Linked DNA regions of Mus musculus: region 2 is linked to region 1. Evidence: chromatin contacts called from public Hi-C data. All regions are on one chromosome and are shown on one strand. The core of a region is the stretch at or near the end of the contact, and the rest is flanking DNA. Distances in the headings are between cores, read along the strand shown.

Region 1 (6,708 bases), core at 1,432-3,931:
TCTGATCCTTCGAGGGCTCTTTCCTCAGCTCTCTGTCCCACTTCCACCTTTGGGAGTGTTTTTCCTTTGTTAATAATCTGCCTCTATTTCTATTTCTAGTTAAAAGTCCCTGGAATAGTTATTTTGCCCCAGGACATAAAAGCCCGGGATTATATGCTATCTGAGCTCAACTTCATGGCCTAGCACTCCTAAGCATGTGCCTGACACTCTGGGCCTCCTCACTGTTTCTCTGACCTCCATGACTAACTTAAAGGACAAGACTCCTTCTTCATTTCCTCTGGCAGGATTTTCAGCTTGCCCCTACTATTTTTTTCTCCCAAACTCTTAATAAAAATGTCTTTGGGATTCTTTCTGACTCATTTTATTAATGGGACTAAGGACCCCCAAGAAGATACTAAGTAACAAGTCTGACAGCCTCTTCTTTAGGGTTAAATGAATTAAGTGAAGAAATGTGCCAGGAAAGGCTGTGTGCTGACACAGAGTAACTAGTTCATTCTTTGTCTCTGTCCGTCTCTTGGTGTCTGTGTGTTTCTGTCTCTGTCTCAATCTCTCTGTTACTGAGGATAGAATCCAGGACCTTATAAATAAGAAGTAAGGGCTTCGCCACTAACTACATCACCAGCCCAAATACTATCTTTTTATTGGCCCTGGAAATGTAATTGAACCTAAAAGCCCCTTTCAGGAAGTATGTGGTTGATCCTTTTAATTAAGGGCTCTCACTAATAGGGCCGGGGAGGAGTGGCTCCCTGTACTGCTCCTAGAAAGAGAATGGAGTTAGGAGACAGAAGGGAGTAGGGCCAATTTGGAGATAGATGGAGTAATCCAAAACAATTCTTTTCTTAATTTTTATTTATTCACGTTACATCGAGGTTGAAGCCCTGCCCCTAGTCCCACCCTCACAAGTCCCCCCCCCCCCCATCCCCTCCTCTCCTCCTTAGAGAAGGGGAAGCTTCCCTTGGGTACCAGCCCAGCCTGGGACATCAAGTCATTATAGGACTAAGCATGGTCTCTCCCACAGAATCCCGACTAGGCAGACCAGCTGGGGGAAGGGGATCCAATGGCAGGCAGAGTCAGAGACAGCCAGCCCCTGCTCCAATTGTTAGGAGACTCACAAGAAGACCAAGCTGCACATCTGCTATAAATGGGTAGAGAATCTAGGTCCAGCCCCTGCACTCTCCCAAAACAACTCTTATGGAATGGCAGGGAAAAGCCTACCTTGTTTGATTCAAGACGAAATTGGAGGCATGCTCACAGCCAGTAAGCATAAATAATTCATACGGTAGTTTGGCTAAAAATAGTTGAGTAGGTTTTTGTGGGTACCCATGGCTTTGCCTGTGCTAGGCAAATGTTCCATCACAGAACTTAATCAGAGACCATAGTTGCTGAGAAGGGATGGCTGAACGATCAGCTTTAAACAGGGCATTTATACCATGGCTTGCAAAGGTCAGGGAACACCAAGGAAGAGGAAGTGGAAAGAATATAAGAGCCAAAAGATGGGGAGAAAGGCTGTGGAATGCTATCTTGTGGACATGACACAGCTGAAGCGATTGTGATTTTTGGTTGGTCTCTATGCACTCCTGCTTGTCCTGGAACTCACTATGGAGAAGAGCCTGGTCTTGAACTCGGAATGGTGGGAATAAAAGCACATACTATTACACTGGTTTACATTGTTAAATATCCATTGTTCAGGCTTCAACAAATAGCTCAAAACTCTTGGTTACACAGATGGTCCTGATTAAAAGCCAGTCAAAGAAAAAGACATAAATTGGAGAAAGGGATTTGTAAGACAGATCGGAGTTTGTAAAAGGTCCCCAGATGCTGGAAACCTGGAAAATGACTGAACCGGCCTGGCACCAAACACTAGGGAGTTCTCTAAACATCCTGCAAAGCCTCACAGTGGTCCAGGAAGGGGAGGGGCTTGCATATGTTGCGGTCGGGAATGCGGGTTCTGGGGAGCTCGGGTGGGGGGTGTGTCACAGTCCACGCCCGTGGAACGTGCCGCGAGATGGTTCTCGCGGGTGTGGAAGGCGCGGTGTAATGTTAGCCAATTAGAGGCGAGAGAGAGAAGCGACCAATGATAAACGTCTCTTTCGGATAGCTTTTTCAGCGAGACTCCAGTTTGGCGCACGCGCGTCTCGTTGAACTACGGGGCGCTGCAGAGCCAAGTGGGCAAAAGGGGCACCACTCCACACTCCCCAGTCACGTGACCCAGAAGCGGCAGAGTTCCACTGCAGTCAGGGACCTTTCCTATAGGCAAAGGTCATAGGGCCTTGTTTGGGGATGGGTGGAAGGGAGTTCTATGTAGTGGAGCTGAAGGCGCATCCTATTGAAAAGTGACCTCGGCTGAAGGCCAAAGGTCAAGAGTCTGGTGTGTGTGGGGAGGGTGGGGGAGCGTACCCTAGGCTGCGCGATCCGATGGGGGTGTGGCCTTACGACTCAATGATGTAAGCGCGAGGCGGGCTCTCCGCTGAGCCCCAGTCCAGCGTTGAGGAGGGTGGGTTCTGCATGGGCTCGTTAACAGATAGGTAAGTAGGAATTTCAACCTTGTTTCGGTGCTACTGCGATCGCCTTGACCTGCTGTGGCCTACTTTTAGTTTGAAGGTGGTGACGTCAGGGGGCGGACTTAGCCTCACTGGGGCGTGGCTTTAAGTCCAGTCTAGATGCGTCTGTGGGCGTGGCCTGGCAGGTCGGGGAGGTGTGGCCCAGGTCCGGCGGACGATCCTGCTTCCGGATTAGATTATAGTACTAAGATTCTGGCTCTGTGCTTTCTTACTTAGGTTCTGCCTCATGGAAACTTCTGCGGCCGCTGCATCTGCGGGAGGCTTCTTCCCCTCCTTCCTGCTCCTGGCGTTTGGGACGCTGGTGGCTGCCGTGCTGGGCGTCGCTCACAGACTGGGGCTCTTCTATCAGCTGATGCACAAGGTGCTTAGGGTAGAAGGAGGGCTAGGGGTAGGAGGAAGGCACTAAAGGTGTTTCTCCAGCTCATCCACTGTGCAGGTGTGGAAAGCGAGTCCCAGCTAGTCTAGAAGTGGCTGGTTGGGAGATTCTTTACAGAGCTCTGTCCCTTTGCCAAACTGTATATGGGCCTGGACTTTGTAACTAGTACGAGATAATGGGGAAATTGTCGTTGTCTGGACAGCACACATTCTCCGCCTACCTCCATACCCAGGGGCCTGAGTCATTTTAACAGAGCAGGCCTTTTAAACATAGTGAGATTGGTGGGCTGAAGGTAGGCAGGGGAGGGAATGGGCTCTGATAGTAAGCCCTTCTGAGGAACTGTCTTAGCATATTTCGTACCATCTTCACCAAAGTAAGTGCTATAATTTCTGTCCTTGTGCCCACAAGAGGCAAATGATCTACAGAGAAGTTTAGTATTTTCTCTAGATGACAGATTTGGGAAAAGCTGACCCCACAAGTCATACTTATAAACCACTTGTTCCATTCTGAGAAATTCTTGCCCTTACCCAGTCCCTTTTCTTCTAGACAGGGACAGTGCCACTGACCTTGAAGTATGTAGGGATCGTGAAGCTACTGAGGCTTGGATGCTCAGGGTAGTCTGTGCCAGGAGTCACTTCCGTGCTAGGCATATGGCTGCTGGCAGCATGTCAGCTGGACCTGTGCCTCACTAGCAGAGGGAGGCAATAGGCTGGATGGAGTTAGCACTCCAAGTGCCAGGCCCTGCAGGGATACTAGGAAGCAGGCACACATCTAAGCCAGGGGCCTTCTGCCTCTTGCCAGGCTCTCCTGGATTCTCTGTAGATTTAACCTCTATCTCCTTTCTTCTCAACTGGCCCAGTATCTCTGGAGCAGGCATTATAATCTCCAGAGCCACTTAAGAACATAGGCTTTATCTCAGTCTGCTACTTGGTAGGCTGGGGAGAGATGGTCACAAATTCAAGCCCTGCCTAAGCTACATAAGGAGTTCAAAGCCTCGTGAGACCTTGTCCTAGTAAAAGCTGATGATATAGCTCAGTGGTTAGAGTGCTTGTCTAACACTATCTATGCCCAGGGTTCAATCCTCAGTACAGTTTCAAAAAGAACATTTCTTCTGTTGGAGTCTATCACTTGGGCAAGTCTTGGCATTTTTAGCTGTAGGACAAAGAGAACAATAAATTTGCTAAGTCAGTGTACCCTTCTCTGAATTGGATTTAAAGTGGTATGTCTCTAACCAGAATCTAAGTTCGTCTGTCTTCTGACCTTACCCCTGCCTGTTCTTGTACCTGCTCCTGGGCTGGCCTCTGACTGTCTTGTTCCTCATCTCCTTTGACCCAGGTGGACAAGACAAGCATCCGGCATGGTGGAGAGAGTGTCGCAGCTGTGCTCCGAGCCCATGGTGTACGCTTTGTCTTCACATTGGTCGGTGGGCACATTTCCCCACTGCTGGTGGCCTGTGAGAAGCTGGGTATCCGAGTGGTAGACACACGCCACGAGGTCACTGCTGTCTTTGCTGCTGATGCTGTGGCCCGCCTGACTGGTAAGGACCAGGGACTAGCAGGACAGTGACATGGCCCCTGTGAATGAGAGGCAGGGGGTTTGGGGTAGGACGATGTTTGGGAGGATGGCATGGTTGTCACCAGCTCTTTCTTTCAGGGACAGTGGGTGTGGCAGCAGTGACAGCCGGTCCTGGCCTCACCAACACTGTGACTGCAGTGAAGAATGCACAAGTGGCACAGTCCCCAGTCCTGCTTTTGGGTGGAGCTGCCAGCACCCTGCTGCAGGTGCCTAGTCCTTAAGGGTAGGTGGGGTCCCCAAGACGGCTTCTCAAGCTTATCTGATAACTGTCCCTTGCCTTCTCTGCCAGAAACGGGGCGCACTTCAGGCCATTGATCAGATGTCTCTGTTCAGGCCACTCTGCAAGTTTTGTGCTTCTGTGCGAAGGGTACGGGACATTGTACCTACCCTGAGGACTGCAATAGCTGCTGCCCAGTCAGGCACCCCAGGTAGGTGGAGGAGGGAGCTGGACAGTAATCAAGCCCTGAAGCTTGGGGGTTGCTGCAACAGGTGCCATAGACTGAACCTCCCTACCCTGCAGGTCCAGTGTTTGTGGAGCTGCCTCTTGATGTACTATATCCTTACTTCATGGTTGAGAAGGAGATGATACCAACCAAGTTGCCCAATAGCCTCATGGGCCGTGTGGTTGTCTGGTGAGTCCTGCTATCCCCACTATAGCTTTCTTCCTTCTTTTGCCTCTTTTGTGGTCGTCTTCCTAAATGTATCCCTCTTTCTTTGTCTCATTCACTGAGTTCACATGGGCTTGGAGGAGCCAGCTCTAGGGAAAGTTTTCCTGGGAAAGTAACTCATGTGCAAAGGTCCTGAGGCAGGAGGGAACTTGGTAGGTCCAGCAAAGCAAGGCATGGCCCTTATGATCAGAAAGAGGAGATGGGCAGGCATAGAGCTTGAGAGATTTCCCTGTCTTCCTTTTCCTTCTTCTTTTCCTCCATCTCTGCCACCTAGTTATCTCTAGCTTCTCCCTTTCCTTTTTCTTGCCCCTTCCCTCTCAAATATTTAGTGGCCAGATCTATGTGCTAGATAGCAGAATAGGCAGGAGGTGACATCAGTGGACAAGATATTCAGGTTCTTATGCTCTGGTGTGCAAGAATTGTTTTGAGTGCCAGATCAAGCAAAGGGATTTTGTTTTGTGGCCTTGCCCAAAAAATTCCGGCCCAGATTCTGTGTAGCCCAGACTGTTCTGGAACTTGAAAATTCTCTTTCAGCCTCTCAAATGTTGGAATCACAGACAGGTGCCCCAGGTCTAGTCTTGTTAAGACTCCCTGATCTCCTGGTCTTTCTGTCCTCTTCTCTCCTTGTCCTCTCTCTCAGTGTCACTTGGAAGACTGGCTCTTTCCCTGACTCTCCTTTACATATTTTTAATTTTAATGGTTTTATGAGAGAGGAGGTAGCTTTGTACCCGTGCTGGCTCAGTATTAGTGTGAGTCCTCTTGTCTCAGTATCCCTGGTGCCGGATTCTCTCTCCTTTTTAAACCACAGTTCCCCCACCCCCTCCTTTTTTTCTTGGCCTCATTAACTCCCTATAGTCATGCCTTTAACAGACAAAACAGGTGTTGGCTCTGAGCTCTGACTGCTTCCTGTGTGTCTGTCTTTAGTGAGATTGAGTGTTCCTTGAGGGCAAGGCCTGGGCAGGATTTCTTTTTGTGTCACAGGGTCTAAGAAACTCAAGGCCTGAGGCCTAGTGTGTAGGGAGACAGGAGGCACTGCAAGATCCGAATGGGTAACATTAACAACCACAGCCTGCATTTTGTAAAGTGTTTCTCTCCTTCCCTTGCAATGGTGGTGGAGATGGAACCTGAGGCTTCATATGTACTAGACCGGGCCTTTGCCGCTGAGCCACACTCCCAGACCACAATGTGCCTTATAACCTAAGACGGTAGATATGGGAACATCCCCATTTTACAGAGGAGGAAGATCAGAATGCTGAAGGAACTGGACCAAAGTCACACAGCTGAGGTGCTGTAGGGCTAGGGTCTAACTCACAACCCTAGTTTCTGTGCTGGCATTCTCCACCTGTTAATGTGTTTCGGGGAACTGTGTCAAGTTAGGGTGGCTTCCTGAAGGGTTGGAGTTGGAGACTTGGTCATTTAGTGTCTCGTATTATGGTTTGTCCTCCCTGATTCCTTTCCTGCCCCCTTGCTTTTCCTCAACCCCCAGAATCCTGTATTCACCACGGTAACTGGTTCCTCCCTGTTCTCA
Region 2 (6,708 bases), core at 1,525-4,024, about 11 Mb after region 1:
AGCCAAGTTAGATTTGACATGTGGGTTATATGTTCATACAAATTAATATATCTCAACTAACCAGTAAATAAATGGTATATAAGTGTCCTTTTGGATATATGGTTTTATAATCAAAGGGCTCAAAAAAGTTAAAATGCTAAAGATTAATTGCACCAATTTTTCCCTAACTTTTGCATACACTCGTGTGTACTATGAGTACATATAAACTAAAATTTTTAAAAATTTACTTTTATGTGTGTCATGGTTTGTATATTCTTGGACTAGGGAGTAGCACCATTTGGAGGTGTGGCCTTGTTGGAATGGGTGTATCACTGTGGGTGTGGGCTTAAGACCCTCACCCTAGTTGCCTGGGAAGACTAGCAGACTTTGGATGAAGAGATAGAACTCTCAGCTCTGCCTGTGCCATGACAGCCTGGATGCTGCCATGCTCCCACCTTGATGATAATGGATTGAACCTCTGAACCTGTAAGCCAGCCCCAATTAAATGTTGTGTTTTATAAGACTTGCCTTGGTCATGGTGTCTGTTCACAGCAGTAAAACCCTAACTAAGACAATGTGTATTGGTGTTTTGCCTGCATGTATGTCTGTGTGAGGGTGTCAGATCTTGGAGTTACAAACAGGTATGAGTCACCATGTGGATGCTGGGATTTGAACCCACTTCCTGTAGAAGAAGAGCCAGTGCTCTTAACCACTGAGCCATCTCTCCAGCCCCTATGCTAAAATGATGAAGGCAGGGAGCTGCTGTATTAGAGTTATTATGACTCTGTAGGAAGTCCAGGGCAGAAGAAAGGTGTCTGTGGGTGTTGGCAGTTTGAAGTACACTAGACTATCCAGTCTGTACTGTGCTCAGAGGCTGTCCGAGCCTCAAGAACTTCCTTGTGTTCTGTTGCTCTATGTTTGTTTGTCCTAATAGTTCATAATCAGGGCGAAGCAGGAGGTTTGGCTAGCCTTTCTTTGCCCCTCCCCACACCCTATGTTTGGTTTGTCAATCAAATGTTACTTTTAACATTTATTCCTCTGCAAATACAGCTGATTTCCACCTAATCATTTCTAAGAGAAGAAACTTCAGGTCAACTGAAGAAAAGGGTTGGGCCGGGGGATAAGGGATGTTATCTTACTGAATCAGAGACTGGGGACAAGGGATGTTATCTTACTGAAGCTCAGAGACGGAGAGGAGCAGGGTTCTGGGCAGAGACTGGGAATGAGTCACCCAGCTAGGGACAAGACCTGGCTGGCTGCAGGCGGCCTTCGCTAGTCTAGTAAGGCTCTGAAGTACAACCCATCACTGTCATGCCAGCTTCCAAGTAGGAGTCAGTCCCAAGACAGGCATTTTTATGAGTTGTTATGGATCCTATGTCCAAGTAATAAAATCTTGGCTTTGTAGTTATTTTTATTTTTTTATTTTTTCAAGAGAAGGTGTTGCTAAGTAGATCATGGTGACCTCAGACTTGTAGCACTCCTCCTGCCTCTGTCCCCGAAGGGCTGACATTACAGACCCATGTGTCACTACACCCAGCTTGGTTCCCTTCAAACAGCTCAGATTGCTTTCATCCTTGCACAGTATTTGTGTTAGCAGATTCTTGTTACCCTGGCATGCTTCAAGCATTGTGAACTCTAATGCTGCTTCTTCCCACCTCAAATGGCTACACTGTCTCTCTCTCCCACCTGTTTATGAAATATTTTAGTGATTTATATCTTTTTCAAAACCTGCTTCTACAACAGGTGGCCAGACAATATGGCCCAGACACACCAACAGTACCTACTAGGGCCCCTACCAAACCATCCCTAAGGGCAGACACTATATTTTAAAGATGATTAAAAGTGAGGTTAACGGCTGAGAGAGCTGGCTTAGCAGACAATACACTTGCCATTCAATCATCAGGACTTGAACTTGAGTCTCCAGAATTCACATGAAGCCAGAAGTCTGTAATCCCAGCACTCTTTAGGCAATATGGGAGAGGCAACAAGAGACCAACAAGAGGATCCTAGGAACCAGGTAACCTGGAGTACACAAGTAGCTGTTGAGGAAGAGATAGAAGAAAGTGAGGCACTACACCCAGGGCTGTTCTCTGACGTCCCCTTGTGTGACCAAAGTCACATTCATACATGAAGTGAAACTAAAGCTGAAAACAATCTTTCCAAGTTAACATAGCTAGAAAATATTAGAACCAGGACTTCATTTTGGGCATTCCATTTCAAAATTTCTACTAAGTGTGTCTATGTGTGTGTGTGTCCAGAGGATAACTTTCAAGGGCAGTTCTTTCCTTCATGGTGGTTTGGTCATCAAGTTCAGATCATCAAGCTTGCTTGACAAGTACTCTTGCTGGCTGAGAGCCATCTCACTGGCTCTAGACTTTCTAACTTCTAGGTCTTTAGGTATATTCGGTTAAATATGACATGCTGTCAATTTTACTTCCTTTAAGGTTAGACCAACGAATGGAAACATTAAATTACAGCCGTTAGTCTAAGGGAAGGATCTTGGTAAAAGAAACTGAGATTAAAAAGCTGAAATGGCCAAAAGAATAACATAAACAGAGCTACTTGTAGAGCAGAAAGTTGAGTTCGGAGGAAATGAAGAAGCAAGACTAGGATGTCAGCGAGAGAGGCACAGACAAGATGAAAGGGATGAAGAAAAGATGAAAGCCCAAGTACCAACTAGGAAAGGGCAGCGGAGGACCTAGTGGGAGTCCGAAGTAGGCAGGGCTGAAGATTCCCGGAACTCCCACAGGTCCCGCCCACCTCGAGCTCGCTCCGCCCCCCCGACTCCTCTCCCCGCCCCCGGTCTCTTAGGTGATGCTGCAGCCAAGATGGCGCTGGCGGCGGCCGCGGCGGCCTGAGCGTCATGCTTCGGGCTCTCGGCGGCGGCTGCGGCGGCTGTGGCCTCGGCCAGGCCCTCGAGTCTCTTCTGAGAGTGATCTCTCCGGCGCTTCTCCTCCGGGCCGGTGAGGCGGGACCGAAAGAAGACTGCCGCGAAGTGAGGAGGCTGTGAGGAGCGACAAGAGAGCGGCGCTCCAGCCCGGCGGGCACCATGGCTGGGATCATCAAGAAACAGATCCTGAAGCACCTCTCCAGGTCAGCGAGCGCTCGGGGCCGGTCCCGTCCGCTGGCCGCCGGTTCTCGGGTCCAGGTCGCAGGTTCGGGCTCTGCCGGTGCCGCTGGCGCCCCCGACCGGCCTCCGGAGTCACGCGGAGGGCGGCGGGGCTCGGCGGGCCGGGGTCTCCTCCTCCGCCGGGGGCCGCTCCTGCGCCGAGGCTGGTGACGTCCCCGGCGTCACTCAGGTGCTGGGTGGATGGGGTTGGGCTGGGACCCGGTCCGGCTCGGAAGCTCCCGGGGCTCGGAGCCGAGCGGCTCCGTTAGCCGAGGACTGGGGTGTGTGTGTGCCAGTGAAACGTTAACCTTGGGATTGTTCTCGGTGCCCCCTACCTGGCGTCCCCGCTCCGCTGCACGGGAGGGTGTGCTTGTTTGCACAGTTCGGATTTGTTTTAGGGGAAATTAAGCAGGACTTCTCCGCTTCGGCCAGTTCTCCGTGGAAGTCGTTTTCAGTCCCGCATCGCGTTCGTTCTTGCTGCAGAGTTTTCCGATTTTGTTCCGCGACCCTTGAGTTCAGGGAGTTAACGTCCCTGGTGTTTAAACCCCAGACGTGTCACTCTTTCCATTTCATAACACAGTTTTAGTCAGAAACATGACTCAGTAAACTGGCAGTTTGTTACTGCTCTTGGCTTCTCCATATTTGTCTCAAGAAACAGGCTAAATGTAGGACCCTGTTCCAAGTTGGTGACAGAGAATTAAAAGCTCTTGGTTAGGATCTCTTTCTCTCCTCTGTTATTTGTAAGTTAATGAATGCTTTTAACTGATTAAAGGAACGTTCTCAGGTTTAATGATAGACTTGTATAGTAAACATGTCTTCATTTTCTGGATATGTGTGTGTGTGTGTGTAATACATATATATATATTACAGTTGAGAACATATTGAACAAAACAATACTATGATTCAGCAGATATTTTCCTGACATTATATCTTTATATTGAATAAAATTTAATACACACAGTATGTATACATAAAGTATCAAACTATAGCAAAGTTTGTGACCGTGTGTTTGGTTCTTAGTATCACTAATTAGAGAGAGAGAGAGAGAGTGAGTGTGTGTGTGTGTGTGTGTGTGTGTGTATTTAAACAGGTTAAGTAGCTCAGGCTGTCCTGAAAATAAATCTCAGGCTACCCTCAAGTTCAGTGTCATCCTGCCTCACCTTCCTGAGTGCTGAGATTACAGGTCTGTGCTACCATGCTTTGTTGGATTTTTTTTAATTATATAGATAGTGCAATACTGAGTCATCTTATTTTGAATAATGTTTATTACTTAGGGTGAGTCTGACTCATGAGATACACTTCGCCCTTGCCTATTTCAAGAGCCATAAGAAAATTCAGATCCATAGACACTGATTTTATTGCCCTTTTCTCTCCCAGGGATAATGATACTGTACCACTCTGTATGCCCAAAAGAAAATCTAATTCAGTCGATAAGTGCCTTAGGGCATTATCCTTTAATTCTCTTGTATAAGTCCATTTGGGAAGACCTCTTAAGAGCAGGCGTGTAATGGCTTACTCTGCCACATAGATAACTCCCACATACTTAGAGTTAAGCCCTTAGGATTACATTATAATCTTCCTGATTTCTTACACCTGTGTGGTAAATAGTAATGAGCATTTCATTTTAAATCAGAAAGTTTCTAAAACATAGCATTTTCTTTCTTTTTAAATGGAGAAACCATTTGTAGTTTTTTTTAAAGATTATTATATTTTTATTTATTTACTGTATACATCCAAGTGTGCACATATGTGCCTGATCCAGTCTATGTATGGAACATCTGAGGATAACTGGTGCTCACCTACCACACCATGTGTGAGTTGGAACTCAGTTTCCCAGGCTGGGTTAGAGTGCTGGCCTAGCATGAAAGCTGCCCTGAGTTCAGTGCCTAACACCTTATATACCTTATAAAGCGGGTGTGGTGACAGATTCCTGTAGTCTCAGCGCTTGGGAGTTGGAAGCTGTCAGATTTAGATTGTCCTTGGCAGTAGAGCCTGAGGCCAGCCTGGAATGGTGGAATCCTCTGGGGGAGGGCGTTGGAACCTGTACCATCAGAGAGAGGAAACATTAGGAAAATGCCCAAGTTCTTCCAGGCTCTCCTGCAGGGACTCTTCCAGGAAGAAGTCTGTCTAGAAAAATAGAATGGTCACACTGAGTGAAAGTTGAGATCTTAAGATTGAAACTGGCAATTCTGGAGGCTGGCCAGGACTTTGGACGTTGGCATATTGGACCAGTGAGGAAGAGGAACTGTTTTATAAGAGACTGACATATGCTTTATGCTTTAAGTAAGCGCTGCTTGGTTTGAGTATTATAAGTCATCTTATAAGAAACATCTCTGTTTCTTGCCTAATGTTTGTTTCCTTAGTGCCTCTTGCTTTAATGAGAAGTTTGTAGACTTGACTGATCTGAATCAACTTTGGGGTGTGTGAAGAGAGACAGGAAGAGGTTAGAAGTGTTATATTTTAGGGGAAATGAAACATGAAAAGCCTTTGAAAGAAATTACCCAGATTTTTTTAGGTCAGCACAGGGTATGTGTTGAAGGTGGTTATAGGGGAATCCGTCCCCCCCCCCCCCCGCCCCCGCACCCCGTAAGAGGATAAGAAGTTCTTTAAAACATTCATATATAAGAAAGGAAGATGGAGCAGGAACTACCTGTCATTTCACCATTACACCTTTTTATCTGTTGCTCTGTGTCTCTCTGTACATATGTGTGTAGGTGTATGTGCAGGGAAAATGTAGTTGAAGTTGTTGAAGATCTGACCACACACCTGAGATAGTCGGAAGACAGGCAGGGACAAAAGGTACACATTTAATTAAGCTGGGACCTGCAAAGTGATATGAAAGATCCAAGCACAAATACTTGCCTCCCATCACTTAGCCTCAGGACATAGTATATGATACACAGGTTTTTCTGCAGATTAGGAGTTCACTTGGTAGACTGTACCTCATGGGGTGGAGTCTCTGTCCTGTTTGAAGCAATGGTTGTCAACCACTGGAACTTTGTTCCTTTGGCAATGGTTTTGATTATTGTGACTTGGAAGGTTGTCACCTGGTAGGTAGAGGCTGGGGATTCTGCCCAACACTATCACGCACACCCAGCACAGACCTCTAATATGAAATCACATCTGGCCCAGATGCCAGCAGCCGAAAGGCTGAGGAACTGGTTTCAAATATGTAGATGTGTATCAAATGATGGAGCTCGATAGCTTTGCTGGCTATGGTTATTTTGTCTGCAGGCAATAGAAATGTGTCAACTTAAGTAAAAAAGGGAAATATAGTTGAAGCTGTTGGGTGGGTCACAGATTCAGAGGAAGATCTGACCACACACCCTGAGACAGGTGGAAGACAGGCAAACTCTTTGAATTTCCCTGGGCCTTCATCTTAGAGCAAGGCCTGTCAATTTCAGATAGTAGACTAGACAGTTCTTTGCTGTAGAGGATTCCTCTGTGCAGTGTGGGGTGTTTAGTATTTCTAGGAATTTCCAAAAATTCCCTAGGGGATAAAACTGCAGCTGATTGTGCAACTTTGGAGTTAGGACTCTTACTCTCTGATCTTTCCTGCCAAGTTTTAGATTCTTGGGAGAGAAAAATTTTATGGCCCAGTTCTAGCTATTCATAGATTA

What was found. Hi-C and Micro-C count contacts between places; a contact is called where the count stands out from the background.
Region 2: a Hi-C map of B cells shows a contact between it and region 1, with 5 read pairs. The contact joins the promoter of Uhrf1bp1l here to the promoter of Ilvbl in region 1. A contact is called at or near these places in 1 of 39 promoter capture datasets (cranial neural crest) and 1 of 484 Hi-C or Micro-C datasets (B cells).

Annotation. Positions count from the first base shown.
Region 1 is chr10:78,572,310-78,579,017 of GRCm38.p6, forward strand. It overlaps Ilvbl (ilvB (bacterial acetolactate synthase)-like), which reads left to right and starts at 2,682. Exons shown (of 15, transcript NM_001359302.1): 1 at 2,682-2,922; 2 at 4,273-4,474; 3 at 4,591-4,718; 4 at 4,802-4,940; 5 at 5,033-5,144. The coding sequence starts at 2,788.
Region 2 is chr10:89,742,217-89,748,924 of GRCm38.p6, forward strand. Uhrf1bp1l (UHRF1 (ICBP90) binding protein 1-like) reads left to right here and starts at 2,775. Exons shown (of 21, transcript NM_029166.2): 1 at 2,775-3,072. The coding sequence starts at 3,029.